Regions from separate parts of the Oryctolagus cuniculus genome. Here region 2 is linked to region 1. Evidence: chromatin contacts called from public Hi-C data. All regions are on one chromosome and are shown on one strand. The core of a region is the stretch at or near the end of the contact, and the rest is flanking DNA. Distances in the headings are between cores, read along the strand shown. Region 1 overlaps SH3BP5 (SH3 domain binding protein 5). Region 2 has its middle 27 kb from the start of EAF1.

Region 1 (6,753 bases), core at 1,537-4,036:
TGCCCTTGCTCAGAGCAGCCCACAGGAGACTTGTCCAACAGCTGGGGCCTCCCTATCCAGACGCCGGTGGGCACTGCACAGGTGGGCCAAGCTTCACCCTGCGTCCCAAGCCTGCAGAACGACCCGCACCAAGTGGGAGCTACCCGGCCGACATGGCCGCAGCTTGCTGCTTGCCCGTCCCCAGGGGCCTGTCCCTCCGTGTCTTGCCGGCAGCACAGGGCCAAGGCCAGGCCGCTCCGCAGGGAACAGCAGTCTCACCGTCTGCTCAGGCCCTCAGTGAGCCCTGCACACCACTGCGTGATTCTTCCCACTCCCAAGAAGGCAGCTCTCACCACCACACGGGAGGGGGCGGTTCAGACCCACATGTGCCAGCACGGCTGCCCCACGCAGCTCACCTGCTCCCCGGGACCAGGGGCTGGGGCTGGCTGAGCCTCCGGCAGCCACCTGCTGCACCAGCTCGGAACAGCCTAGGCCCCCCCAGCTCCCAGCCGTGTTCCCTCCTCCCGGGCCCACCCTCCTGCAGCAGGGCCAGGACAAAACGCCCTCACGTTCCCAGAAAGGCCAGCCCTGGGCCCTCCTCCCCCTCCTCTTCTTTTTTTATGTGTGTAGGTATTTATTTAACAGAGGACGAGGCGAGGTGGCATGGACTCCCACATCGCCCATCCTCTGCTTCACCCCCCAAATGCCCACGATGGCCCGGCTGGACCAGGCAGAAGCCAGGAGGCAGGAGCTCAATCCAGGTCTCCCACTTGGGAGACGGGGAGCCAACCACGTGAGCCATCACCCTGCTGCCTCCCAGGGTGTGCACCAGAGCAGGAAGCTGGAGGTGGGAGCAGAACTGAGACTAAACCCAGGCACCCCGACATGGAATGGGGTGTCCCGGGCAGCGTCCTAACCCCAGGCCGAACACCTGCACCCCAGCCTTGCTCTGGGTCTGCTCTTCCTCGGCCTTAGGCTAGTACCTTCCTTGGACGCAGGCTTCCCGGAGGATTAAGTCAGACAAGCAGTGTCCCTCGGCAGGATGAGCGCCCAGGCCCGTGAGGCTCTGCGGTGGTCAACATGAGCCCCCTTCTGGGGAGACGGGATCCCAGAGATGGGTTCCCGGTCAGCAGCACAACCGCAAAGCCAGGCGTCTGGCCTGCAGGGAGCATGCAGCTCTGTGGCACCCTCACGTCCAGAGAGCTTGCCCTGCAGGCTGCATTCAGGCTGCCTCTTGCTGGCGTCAGTTTTGAATCCGTCAGTTCAGGGAGAAGCAGTCAGACTATGCAACCGTGAAGGAAATGAGAAACGCCAACCCCAAGGTGGAAAGCCTGACCCTGGCCCTGGCCCTGGCCCTGGCCCTCTCATCTGCAGAGGTGTCCCCCATGGCCAAGGACACGGAACGACTGGGCCCTTCCCTAAGGAAGCCATGGAGAAGGCACACATCCCCTGAGCCTCCAGGGCCACTGTGGAGCCCTGCGTGACCTCAGGAGGTGCCAGGACATCTCGTACAGCTCCAGGTGTGTGCACTGCACAACTGCAGAGAGCGACTTTCCCCAAGACTGCTGTGAACAGTGCCCCCTGCTCAAAGTGTGCAGTGTGGAAGTCCGGAAGCACCTCTCCTTGGGCACACTCCCCCCCGCCACTAGGGCCTCAAAACTGGGAAACTAGATAATCAGTGCAGGGCTGAGCATTTGGCCTAGCAGTTAAGACACCCAACATCCTGCAGCTGAGTGCCCCAGTCTGATTCCCGCTCTGGCTTCTGACTCCAGCCTCTGCCAGGGCAGAGCCCGGACGGCTCCAGCAACTGGGTCCCCGGTTGGAGACCCCAGGGAGACCCGGATGGACTTCTGGGCTCCCAGCTTTGGCCCTAGCCCAGCCTCGGCCATTGTGGGTATCTGGGGAATGAACCAGCAGATGGGAGATTTCTTTGTGAGTCTCTCATACGAAACAAATGTTTGGAAAAAATAATTTTAATTTTGTAAAGTGACATTCAAAGCAGATGCATGCTTTGCTCGGTGTTTTTTGTTTGTTTGTTTGTTTGTTTTTAAGCTTTGCTCGTCTTTTAAAGAACACATGGAATAATTTCTTACAGGCCGACCCAGAGCTCCAGCAGGGGTGGAGGGAGGCTTTGAGGACAGCTGATGGCTGGGTTCTCTTAGTGCAGGGAGGGCAGGCACGGGGAGTGGAATGACGGGGTGTCCATTTCAAACCTCTCTGGCTTGTCAATCTCCAAGATTTCCACCCTCCCCTTTGGCTTCCCCGACTGACCCCCAAAAAGCGGTCCCAGCCTGGACTCAGCTGTGAGCATCAGGCCCACTGGGGGGCAGAAGACTCACACAGAGCCAGCTCCTGGGCAGACCCGCGGGGAGGTGGTCAAGGATCTGACCCTGGCTTTCTATTTAAGGAAGCGCGGGCCCCTATCCGTGCGACACTGAAAGGGGAGAGGCTGCTGGCACCCCTCCCGCCTTTCTATTCCAGTCCCCTGGCAGCCTCGGGAGCCACAGCTCAGCACCGTGACCTGACCCTGCCTCCCTGACCCCGGCCTGGGCCAGAGCTGTGGTCTGACGCCCCCGGAGCGAAGCTCCCTGGCCACCCTGCAGTCAGCCAGTTGGGGGGTGGGGGTGGGGGGGGGAGGCCGGGCCCAGGCTGGCGCTGAAGGTCAGCAGGAACAGGAGGGAGGAACCCAGGAGGCCCCCATTCTGGGCAGCATAGAAGCCCAGCAGAGGCAGGCAGGAGTGCCCAGGTCCCGCGCAGCCAAACTGTCCTCTCTACCTGCCCCTGCCCAGGTCCCGCTGTCATCCCTACCTGTCCCCCAGCCCCCAAGTCCTGTGCTGAAACCTGATCCCTGGCGTGGTGGCCTTAGGGGGTGGGGCCTTTGGGCTGATCAGCTCACAGTGTAAAGCCTCTGTTAACAGTACTGGTGCCTTTATGACAGAGACCCAAGAGAGCTCTGTGCCCCGTGCCACCACGAGCCGGGAGATGAGCCCTCTGTAGACACACCTGCCGGCGCCTCGTTCTCAGGAACTGGGGGGTGCACTTTTCTGGGGCTTATAAACCACTGGGTTTACGGTCCATCAGTTACAGCAGCCCCAGCGGACCAGAGTTCTACCACTTCCCACGTGGAGCCACCTGGCCAGACAGGAGCCCCAGAATAACAGCAGAAAACCAAGCCAGTCAAGGACTGAAGATCAGACACAGCCCGCTTCCTCCACACAGGCTGGCTCCTCGAATCCCAGCCTCACCAGGCCCCCTGAACTCTGGTCTAATCCACCACGACCCCCGCCTTCCACCAACAGCACCACCGCCGAGCCCAGGTCCAGCGCGGTTGAGACGTCCACTTGGAACTCCACACCCGGGCACGGCCCTCTGCTGGGGCTCCGTGGGAATGGACTGTGGAAAACTACCTGGTCCCCCTGAGGTGCCCAAGTCCACGGTCAAGACCTTCAGGGATGAGCTCTACCAGGCTGACCTCCAAGCGGCCCTGAGCGGGGGAGCAGTGACCCGAGTGGGACCTGGCACCAGGCTGGGACCACCTGAAGATAAGCTGACCTCTGGAGAGAGACTATGGACACCTGGGGGAACGCAGCGCATGCGCAGTGCAGCGCGGGCGCAGCCGCAGCCCAGGGCGGCTCCTACCCTCTGGGTGGCGTGGTTCAGCATCTCCTGCCAGGCGGAGTCGAACTGTCGCTTGTCATCCTCCAGCAGCCGCTGCTCGGCCAGCGAGATGGTCTCCTTGGCGGCACGCAGCACCTCCGTGGCCCTCTGGAAGTCCTGTGTGGCCTTCTGGGCTTCCAGCTGAGCCTGCGTGACAAAGCACCCCCGTAAGAAGTGACAGGGGCTCCCCATGGCCTGTCACGCTCTCCCCCACCCCGACCCCCACCCCCAAGGAAACGAGCACCCTGAGAGCCAGGATGTGCCCCGTCCAGCTCTGCCTCTCCCACTCTGGGACAGGCGAGGTACCCCAAGGCCTTGGAAACGCCAGACAGGACAACAGTCGCCCGACGAGGAGCGGGTGCCGACTCGCTGAACGGGTACTTTTCCCAATGCAGGACCCAAAGGATCAGAAGAAACACATGGGCCCTCAGTCAGTGGCAGACAGGTGCACCCAGCTGTGGTCACACGCTCCGGGAGATTCCTAAGGCCAAGGTGGACACGGTGGTGCCCAATACCTTCCCTGCCCAGGCCTGTGGCTCAACTGTGGGCATGTCAGAACCAGAGAGGCCCCACGGGAGCAGGATCCCAAGGGAGCACGGGCCACCCAGGGTCACAGGGCTGGTTAACGGGGAGCTGGGGGCAGACTGCTGGCAGCACGGTCCCCAGGCCAGCACTGTGGCTCTGCCACACAGCCCCCCACTGCAGTCACACTCACGGACACCAGCGACAAGGGAAGGGCCTACCTGTAAGAGCTCAGCCCCACCAGCCCGTGGGGGCTCCTGAGCATCTGAAATGGTATTAATCCGCTGTGGAGCACAAAACACGCCTAATTTTTAAAGACTCTCTACAAAACAGCCCCTGGGTGATTTGTGCACTTAGTACACGATGAAACATCTGGGATATAGGGAGGCCAAGTAAAATACATTCAAATTAAGGTCATTTGTTTCCTTTTTTAAAATTTATTTGACAGGTAGAGTTATAGACAGTGAGAGAGAGAGACAGAGAGAAAGGTCTTCCTTCCGTTGGTTCACTCCCTAAATGGCTGCTACGGCCGGCGCGCTGCGCCGATCCGAAGCCAGGAGCCAGGTGCCTCCTCCTGGTCTCCCACGCGGGTGCAGGCGCCCAAGCACTTGGGCCATCCTCCACTGCACTCCCGGGCCACAGCAGAGAGCTGGCCTGGAAGAGGAGCAACTGGGACTAGAACCCGGCGCCCATATGGGATGCCAGTGCCGCAGGCGGAGGATTAACCTATGGTGCTGCCCCCCCCCTTTTTTTTCCCCCACTCTGTCTACTGGGAAATGTAAAATACGTAGCAGACGCACACTGCATTTCTCTAGGATGGGGGAAATGCTTCCCAAAGAACAGGCCGCGTGGCTATGACTACAGCAGTGTGAATGTGTCTGAAATCAGCTGCCAAACATCCCGTTCACCCGCCAAAGCCCCCGCAGGCCACGGCCAAGGGTCGGCCACCGCAGGGTCCCCCTAGGCTGACAGAGGCCCTGCTGGGACACCCAGGGGGCAGCCCCCTGGGGCTCAGAAGGGAGAAGGACCAGCAGGGCCCCACCCTGCCCGGGAGTGACTCTCACATGACTTAGAGGAAGTGTTCAGAAACCGCAGGCTGAGGGCGCTTGTGAAGAAGATGAAGGGGAAAAGGAGAACCTGAGGCTTGGGAGCACGCCAGCTCCCCACCCCCACCCCGCCCCAGGGCAAAAGGGGAGGGGGAGGGGCCCCAGGGGGGCTCCGCCAGGAAGCAGCCCAAGGTGGACTCCGCAGCCTGCAGGGAGTCCACAGGGAACTCCAAGGAGAAATGACTTCCTGCAGGGCGAGCTGCAGGGGTCCTGGCCGAGGACAAAGGAGAGGGTGACACAGAGACAGGCAAGGGCCAGCGCAGGCCAAGCCGGGAGGAACCCAGTGCCCTGAGAAGAGGATCTCTAAGAGCTCTTGCGGCCTCGGCTCACAAGGAAGGCCAGGCAACACCTTTGATGAGGAACCTGCCTGCCGCGGCCCCACCCTGCGGCCCTGGGACCAGCCAAGTCACCCACGCCCACTCAGGCGTGCTCAGCCACACTACCTCCCTGGAGCTGATCAACCCACTGAGGAGCAACGTGGCCGGCAAGACCCACCCCGCCCCCCTCACCACACTGCAAACCAACACCAGGAGACACAGGAGGACGCTGTACCTGCCAGGACACTCACAGGACATCTCGCTGCAATCCTCCCTAATTATGAACCTATTCTCTGTTCAAGCAAGTAGAGATGCCCTTGCAGGGATGTCCCCAACACAGCGGCGGCCACACCGCAGCCTGGCACTTCCCATAGCTCCTCCCAAGAAGATGACTCCCAGACTCCACGGAGGCGGGGGAGACATGGCTCGGCCCAGGCGGCCGTGCATGACACATCTTTTTTGTAAGGATTCATTCATTTATTTATTTGAAAGGCAGCACTATAGCAAAGGGTGGTGGAGACAGAGAGAGCTTCCATCCACTGGTTCACTCCACAAATGGCCGCAACGACCGGGCATTGTGTGCCACCCCAGAGCGTCTCCCCAGTTCAAGAACTGCCAAGCAAGGGGCCAGCGCTGTGGTGTAGAGGGTAAAGCCGCCACCTGCAGTGCCCGCATCCCATATGGGCACTGGTTTGGGTCTGAGCTGCTCCACTTCGATCCAGCTCTCTGCTATGGCCTGGGAAAGCAGTAGAGGATGGCCCAAGTGCTTGGGCCCTGCACCCACATGGCAAACTGGGAAGAAGCTCCTGGCTCCTGGCTTCAGATCAGCACAGCTCTAGCTGCTGCAGCCATCGGAGGAGTGAACCAGTAGGTAGAAGACCTCTCTCTCTCTCTCTCTCTGCCTCTGTCTCTCTGTAACTCTTTCAAGTAAATTAAAAAAAAAAAAAAAAAAAAAAAGAGCTGCGAAGCAGGAGGGGCCAAGGTTTTGTGCCAATACCTGTGAACCCTCCCACACTTTTTTTTATCCTCCACTGCCCTCCTGGGCCACAGCAGAGAGCTGGATTGGAAGAGGGACAGCCGGAACTAGAACCAGCACCCATATGGGATGCCGGCACCACAGGTGGAGGATTAACCAAGTGAGCCACGGCGCCGGCCCGCCTCCCACACTTCTA
Region 2 (6,839 bases), core at 2,341-4,840, 95 kb after region 1:
ACCATTGCTTTGGTAGGTGGCATAGCATTGCAAACTGCAGATAACCCACTGGGCTACAACATGGGCCCTGCTAGAATTTTAATGTAAAACTAATATAAATTCATTAGAGAAAACTTGTGAGCTTTGGAAAAGTAAAAACAAAAACAAAACACACACACACACACACACACACACAAAACTATCAGGTCTGGGTGCCGGGGCTGTGGCATAGAGGCCTAAGCCTCCACCTGCAGTGCCGCCATCTGTAGGGGTGCCAGTTTGAGTCCAGCGGCTCCACTTCCAGTTCAGCTCCCTGCTTGTGCACCTAGGAAAGCAGCAGAAGGCTCAAAGTGTCGGGGTCCCTGCACCCAGTGGGAGATCCAGGTGAAGCTCCTGGCTCTTGGTTTTGGCCTGACCCAGCCCTGGCTGTTGCAGCCATCTGGGGAGTAAACCAGTGGATGGAAGATCTTTCTCTCTTTTTCTTTCTTCTCTGTATCTGTTTTTTGAAATAAATAAACAAATCTTTAGAAAAAATTACCAGATACAATTCAAGAACTCTTAAAGAAATACCCAAAATAGGCCGGCGCCGCGGCTGAATAGGCTAATCCTCTGCCTTGTGGCACCGGCACACCAGGTTCTAGTCCCGATCGGTGTGCCGGATTCTGTCCCGGTTGCCCCTCTTCCAGGCCAGCTCTCTGCTGTGGCCAGGGAGTGCAGTGGAGGATGGCCCAAGTCCTTGGGCCCTGCACCCGCATGAGAGACCAGGAGAAGCACTGGCTCCTGGCTTCAGATCAGCGCGATGCGCCGGCCGCGGCGGCCATTGGAGGGTGAACCAACGGCGAAAGGAAGACCTTTCTCTCTCTCTCTCTCTCTCTCTCTCTCTCTCACTATCCACTCTGCCTGTCAAAAATTTAAAAAAAAAAAATACCCCAAAATATTCTGGATTGGTGCCTTGTTCTGTGTGAGCTACCCATTCCCCCCCTCCACACATACCAAATAATCAGCTCCCTACCCTTTTATAATTATTTCTTTATTTATTTAAATTATTTATTTATTTATTTATTTGAAAGTCAGAGTTACAGAGAGAGAGTCAGAGAGACAGAGAGGCACAGAGAGAGAGAGGTCTTCCATTTGCTGGTTCACTCCCCAATTGGCCACAATGGCTGGGGCTGTGCCGATCCGAAGCCAGGAGCCAGGTGCTTCCTCCAGGTCTCCCACACGGGTGCAGGGCCCGAAAACTTGGTCCATCCTCCACTGCTTTCCCAGGCCACAGCAGAGAGCTGGATCGGAAGAGAAGCAGCCGGGACTTGAACCGGGGGCCATATGGGATGCCAGCACTGCAGGCTGGGGCTTTACCTCACTGAACCACAGCACCAGCCCCTACTTTTTATATTTCTTTTTAAACATTATTGAAACTATACTTACCTCCAGCCTTAGATTTCTGTTTACGTACCTTAGATCATGAACATTTTCTTGTTGCTAAGGATGAGAGATTTACTTATTGTGCTACTAGGTATATAACCAATCTCCTACTTTTAGACATTTAAGCTATTTAAGCTATTGCAAACAGCACAGTGCTGAAAATCTTCACAAAAACTCCTCTATTTCCTTAATCTGAATTCCAAAACATTCCAGATCAAAGCTTGTAAATAGATTTAAGGGGTCTGACACACAATATCTATTTGTGTTTTAGACCTGTGCTGTCCAGTATGGTGGCCATCAGCCACATGGGGCTATTTGCATGTAAATTTAAAAGCAATATAAAAAAAATCAATTTCTTTGTTGTCCTAGCCTGTTGTTACTAGCCACGTGGCTAAAGGGTACCACACTGGGCAATGAAGATAGAGAACTTTTTTTTTTTTAGATTAATTTATTTGAGAGGCAGAGTTACATAGAGAGTGGGAGAGACAGTGAAAGGTCTTCCATCCACTGGCTCTCTCCCCCAGTGGCTGCAATGGGTGGAGCTGAGCAGATCTGAAACCAGGGACCAGGAGCTTCTTCCAGGTCTCCTATGTGAGTGCAGGGGCCCAAGCACTTGGGCCATCTTCCAGTGTTTTCCCAGGCCATAGCAGGGAGCTAGATCAGAAGAGGAGCAGCCAGGACCAGAACTGGCGCCCATATGGTTTGCTAGCATTCCAGGCAGAGGCTTAGCCTGCTATGCCCAGCATGGGCCCAGACAGAGAACATTTTCATTGCTCCAGAAAGTTCTAGTAGACAATGCTATTTCAGAAAAAGCATACTTTCTGTATCAGTCCCTCTTGCACTAGCACTATTTTATTTTCCCAACTCTCTTAGTCTGATAGGCATAAAAGGGAGTCTCACCTTCATTTATAATCATTTTATTTAATATAATAATTTATTTCTTATTAGAATTGACATTTTTGTTAGCAGTTGTATGTCCCGTGGAATGGTTTCATGTTTGCCATTCGTGGTATTTCTCTTACAGATCTGGATGAGCTTTGCAAGGTATTTTAGAGGAGCTAGGGCGGGTCTCCACTTCCCCGGCCGCGCCCCAGACCACAGCACGTGGGACCTCCACTGTGTAGGCGTGGAAGATTCTTTCCACACGCTGGTGACAGCGGCCCCCGCAAGTCTGGTGGCCCCTCTCTTCCTCTTTCTCCTTGCTCTGTTGTCCTGAGTGTGTGTGTGTGGCCTCCTCTCCGGGAAGTGCTGGGGGGACGGCCCCACCTCTGCACTGCGCCCTCACTGTCCCCCTCCCAACCCTGGTCTCCAGGTGTCCTCGGCTGCCCCCGGCCCACCCGAACGCTATTTGATGAAACGTCACACACTTGAGAAACACATAAAGGAGAAGAGAAGAGACAGCTGGCTTCGGGAGCTGAACCTTATTTAAATTTACCGGAAATACTTCCCAACAGAAAATACGATTCCACGGAACACCTTCCGGGTTCACTAGATTGACTTCACATTTCTCTTCCCTGGTAGGCGGCCATGAAATAGGACCCAAATGCTAGCAAAGACAGCTCAGGACAACGGGGCGGCAGACAAGTAGCCATGCTGCAGCCCCCTCTGTGGCTCTGAGTCCCGAACGACAGTCAAAACGAGTCCTCAGAACCATTTCGGAATAAGCGAGAGGCCAGCAGATGTTATCTATCCACAGGGCAACAACGTCCTTGCTGGCGTCCCGGACATACTCATTTCTATTCCCTGACGTGCCTGGCGCCTCGCAGTCACCTTCCCACTCAGAGGCTGCTCAGAATGCTGCCTGCCATTGAGCGCACACAGGCCGCCTGCGTAGGGAAAGTAAGGTGAAATGCTGGGTGCAAACCACCCTCGCTTGCTTATCCAAGGGAGCAAAAATGGATCTTACGAGCCAAAGTTGACCTACAAAACACATTTGTAGCAGTATTTTCCTCCCTCTTCAATGACAAAAAAGTTGTCATTTAATGGAAGGCCAATGGGAATATTTGGCCTCTAGCGCCCCCTTGTGGAGGTGAGTTCAAGCCCCAGGCCCCCGCCAGGACGAATGACAGCTTGTGAGTTGTTTCCGCTCTGTTAGAGAATGACAATCACAAGATCGTATACTTGAGGAAAACAAAATAATAGAAATTACTAGCACCCGACTGACACTGAAAACGAAGTTCTCCCAGTGAGTGATGCTGTTTCATCCCGGCAGCAGCCCCAGCTACAAGGACTGGAGTCTCGGTCTCGGAGGAGTGGTGACTCGTATGGACTTGAATCCAGACATTGCCACTCCAAGTCTCATTAGTGCTATCGTATGGAGTGTGTGCAGAAATGTGTATTTATTACTACATCACCTATACAATCTTTGTACGCAACAAAAACTCAAAGTATATATATATTATATAGCATATGACATCTACATAAACGTGCATACATATACTTCCACCGGGCTCATAGTGCTGCTAATCAGTGCTCACGCCTTTTCTGAGGGTTGTTTTCTGGGAAGACAAGGCAATGCCGGCTGACTCCGCACTCCACAGAATTCCACCAAAGCTATTAGCATCAGAGCTTTGCTACTAAACCAACCAGAGATTTGCTTTCCTGGTCCCCAGGCATACAAACTATGGGGGAATAGACTCTCCCCACCCCCTTTTTTTTAAATAGATTTCTTTATTTAAAAGGCAGAGTGATAGAGAAGAAAGGGGGGAGGGAGAGAGAGAGAGAAAGAGAGAGAGAGAAAGAGAGATGCCTTCTATCTGCTGGTTCACTCCCCAAATAGCTGCCAAGAGCCGGGGCTGGGCCAGGCTGAAATCATAACCCAAGAACTTCATCCTGGTCTCCTGCAGGAGTAGCAGGAACTCGAGTACTTGGGCCATCTTCTGTTGCCTCCCAGGCTCATTAGCAGGGAGCTAGATCAGAAGCGGAATAGCTGGGACTCGCACAAGCTCTCCAATAAGGACACAGAGGTAGCTTACGCTGCTGTGCCACAACACTTGCCCCCTCCTCTGCTCTTATTTTGGGGTGCATTAGTGGACGTGTACCTGGGAAATGGACACAAGGGCCCTAGGGTAGTGGGACTGAAGCCATGTTTTTTGTTTGTTTTTTATGCTTAGCCTTTTTAAGGAAAGCCTGAGTTTCCTAAACCGATCCACTGGCTCACACGCCAAGCCTCTGAAGGACTCAGTAACCTTCTTCATTTAACAAGTGTATTTCGCAATCAAAGCATCTTCAAGCGGGGTCACTGAGAGGTTGCCTTGCTCAGCGTCAGAGGCAGACACACCACAAAAGCAGCTCGGGATATTCCAAGGGAAAACTTGTGCAGCCTCTTTGCTGGCCAGACCTTGGGCCATGGGTGGCAGCCATTCCAAGCTGTCTTTGGAGGAAACCGTTGGCTTGGTTCACAGGTGCCCCCCACCCCCTGGTCGGCCCCTGGCCTTCTCTCCCAGCCAATCCCACCTACCTGTCTCTCTTGGGCAATGGTCTGGCCTTGCAGCAGCCGCCAACAGCTGCACTTCTCAGGGAGGGGCACTTAACCGCCTGGTTCCTCAGTTCACATCAAACCTGTGACTGAGAACACTACTCACGGGGACTGCGGGGCGGGGTGGGGGGCAGCCACCCACCACCCTGGGAATTCTAAAACCCACCCAGCCTATCGCCCTTCCGTCCCGCCACCGGATCAAGGCCTGGCCCACTCTGGGGGTTTGATCTGGATTAAGTGGCATTCTCAGAAACAGCACTGGATGCTTGCATTTACTGTTGGTGAAGCCGCTGTGAAAGTGCTGTGAGCTGGAGGGGAGGCGTCTGCGGATCTCCAGCAGCTGCCTCGCCTTCCTCTCAAGTCCGTGTCCCGCTCTGTACTGAGACCACTGCAAGTCAAACCTGCAATCTGCCTGAAGTACAGACAACCTCCTGTAATATGGTCTATTGCTGACCTTATTCCTGGCCTCCACTTGTTTTTTTTTTTTTTTTTTTTCCTTTATTCTCATTTCCTTACTTAAAATCTTGTAATTTATTTGCCTAAGCTGTTCTTAAACTCTTTGGGGGGGGGGGGAGAATTTAAAAATAAGACAGAAAGCAGAAAAATTATGGTGTTAGAAGGCAGAATACTTGTGACCTTGGTGGCAGAGGAGAGGGAAGACGGCAACTGGAAGGGGCCGGGAAAGGGGGTTCTGGCACACTGGTCCTCCTGTCTCTCTGCTGGGACGCTCGCTACACAGGTGTCTTCACTGTGACGTCACTGAGCTAGACAACTTGTGCGGAAGCCCCTCTGCATGTATGCTAAAGTTCAACAAAATGTTACCAGAAAGTGAAGGGAATGTTACTGTACGGATATTACAAGGTTACTAGGTGCCACACATTATACATAGTTTTCCCTGTCATCCTAAGAACACTTTTAGAGTAAAACCACAGCCATTTTCCAGAGGAGGAATTTAATCTGAGGTTCAAACAGGTCACAGGATGAGGTCAGAATTCCAAATGGCGTAGCAGGTTCAGCCTCTGCTTGCGACGCCACCATCTCATATGGGCACCATTTGAGACACGGCTGCTCTACTTCCATCCAGCTCCCTGCTAATGTGCCTGGGAAAGCAGCAGGTGATGGCCCAAGTGCTTGGGCCCCTGCCACCCACGTGGAAGATTCAGAAAAAGCTCCGGGCTCCTGGCTTCTACATGGCCCAGCCTCGGCTGTTATGGCCATTTTGGGACTTAACCAGCGGATGCAAGATCTCTCTCTCTCTCTCTCCTCTCTCTGCGATTGCCTTTCCAATAAATACAATATAAACTGTTTTTTAAAATTCCAAATGGTTTTCTTTTGATAACAAAGCCATTCTTCTATTACACTAAACTGCTCGCTGCTTTCCACTTTCAATATGGTCTCCATCCGGCTCAGCCACTACAACCCAGATGCGGATCAGACCTGCTGGGGACACAGGTGAAGGGCTTGTGAGGAGGGTGCTGGGCAGTGTCCCAGACTGACACTGGCCTGGGATTCAGTGGGCGGAGGAGGCTTAGAGGCAAGAGCCCTGGACTACCGTGAGAAGCCTGGGGCTGGGCCTGGCTCTCCCCTAACAGTCACTCTGAGGCCTAGAGCCTCCCACCTGCTGCACAAGTGGATTTCAGGAAAAAACAAGCTCTGTTTTATTCCTCACCAGTTTTTTTTTTTTTTTTTTAAAGATTTTATTTATTTGAGAGGTAGAGTTAGACAGTGAGAGGGAGAAACAGAGAGGAAGGTCTTCTATCCACTGGTTCACTCCCCAAATGGCCACAATGACCAGAGCTGGGCCAATCTGAAGTCAGCAGCCAGGAGATTCTTCTGGGTCTCCCATGTGGGTGCAGGGACCAAAGTGGCTTGGTCATCTTCTGCTTTCCCAGGCCATAGCAGAGAGCTGGACTGGAAAAGGAGCAGCCAGGACTAGAAATGGCACCCATATGGGCTGCTG

The links. A called contact is a pair of places that touch in the nucleus more often than the background predicts.
Region 2: a Hi-C map of psoas muscle shows a contact between it and region 1, with 8 times the contacts expected there. The contact joins two enhancer-like sites. A contact is called at or near these places in 3 of 6 Hi-C or Micro-C datasets (ear pinna, psoas muscle and an unstated tissue).

The regions. Positions count from the first base shown.
Region 1 is chr4:150,930,020-150,936,772 of mOryCun1.1, forward strand. It overlaps SH3BP5 (SH3 domain binding protein 5), which reads right to left. Exons shown (of 9, transcript XM_008266026.4): 4 at 3,619-3,783. The coding sequence starts at 3,642. Among named protein-coding and RNA genes, the nearest start is that of SH3BP5, 47 kb to the right of the region's middle. Within about 2 kb of position 2,787, at least 2 of the 8 cell types and tissues checked have an H3K27ac peak or open chromatin away from gene starts, as enhancers often do.
Region 2 is chr4:151,024,326-151,031,164 of mOryCun1.1, forward strand. No RefSeq gene overlaps it. Among named protein-coding and RNA genes, the nearest start is that of EAF1, 27 kb to the right of the region's middle. Within about 2 kb of position 3,591, at least 1 of the 8 cell types and tissues checked has an H3K27ac peak or open chromatin away from gene starts, as enhancers often do.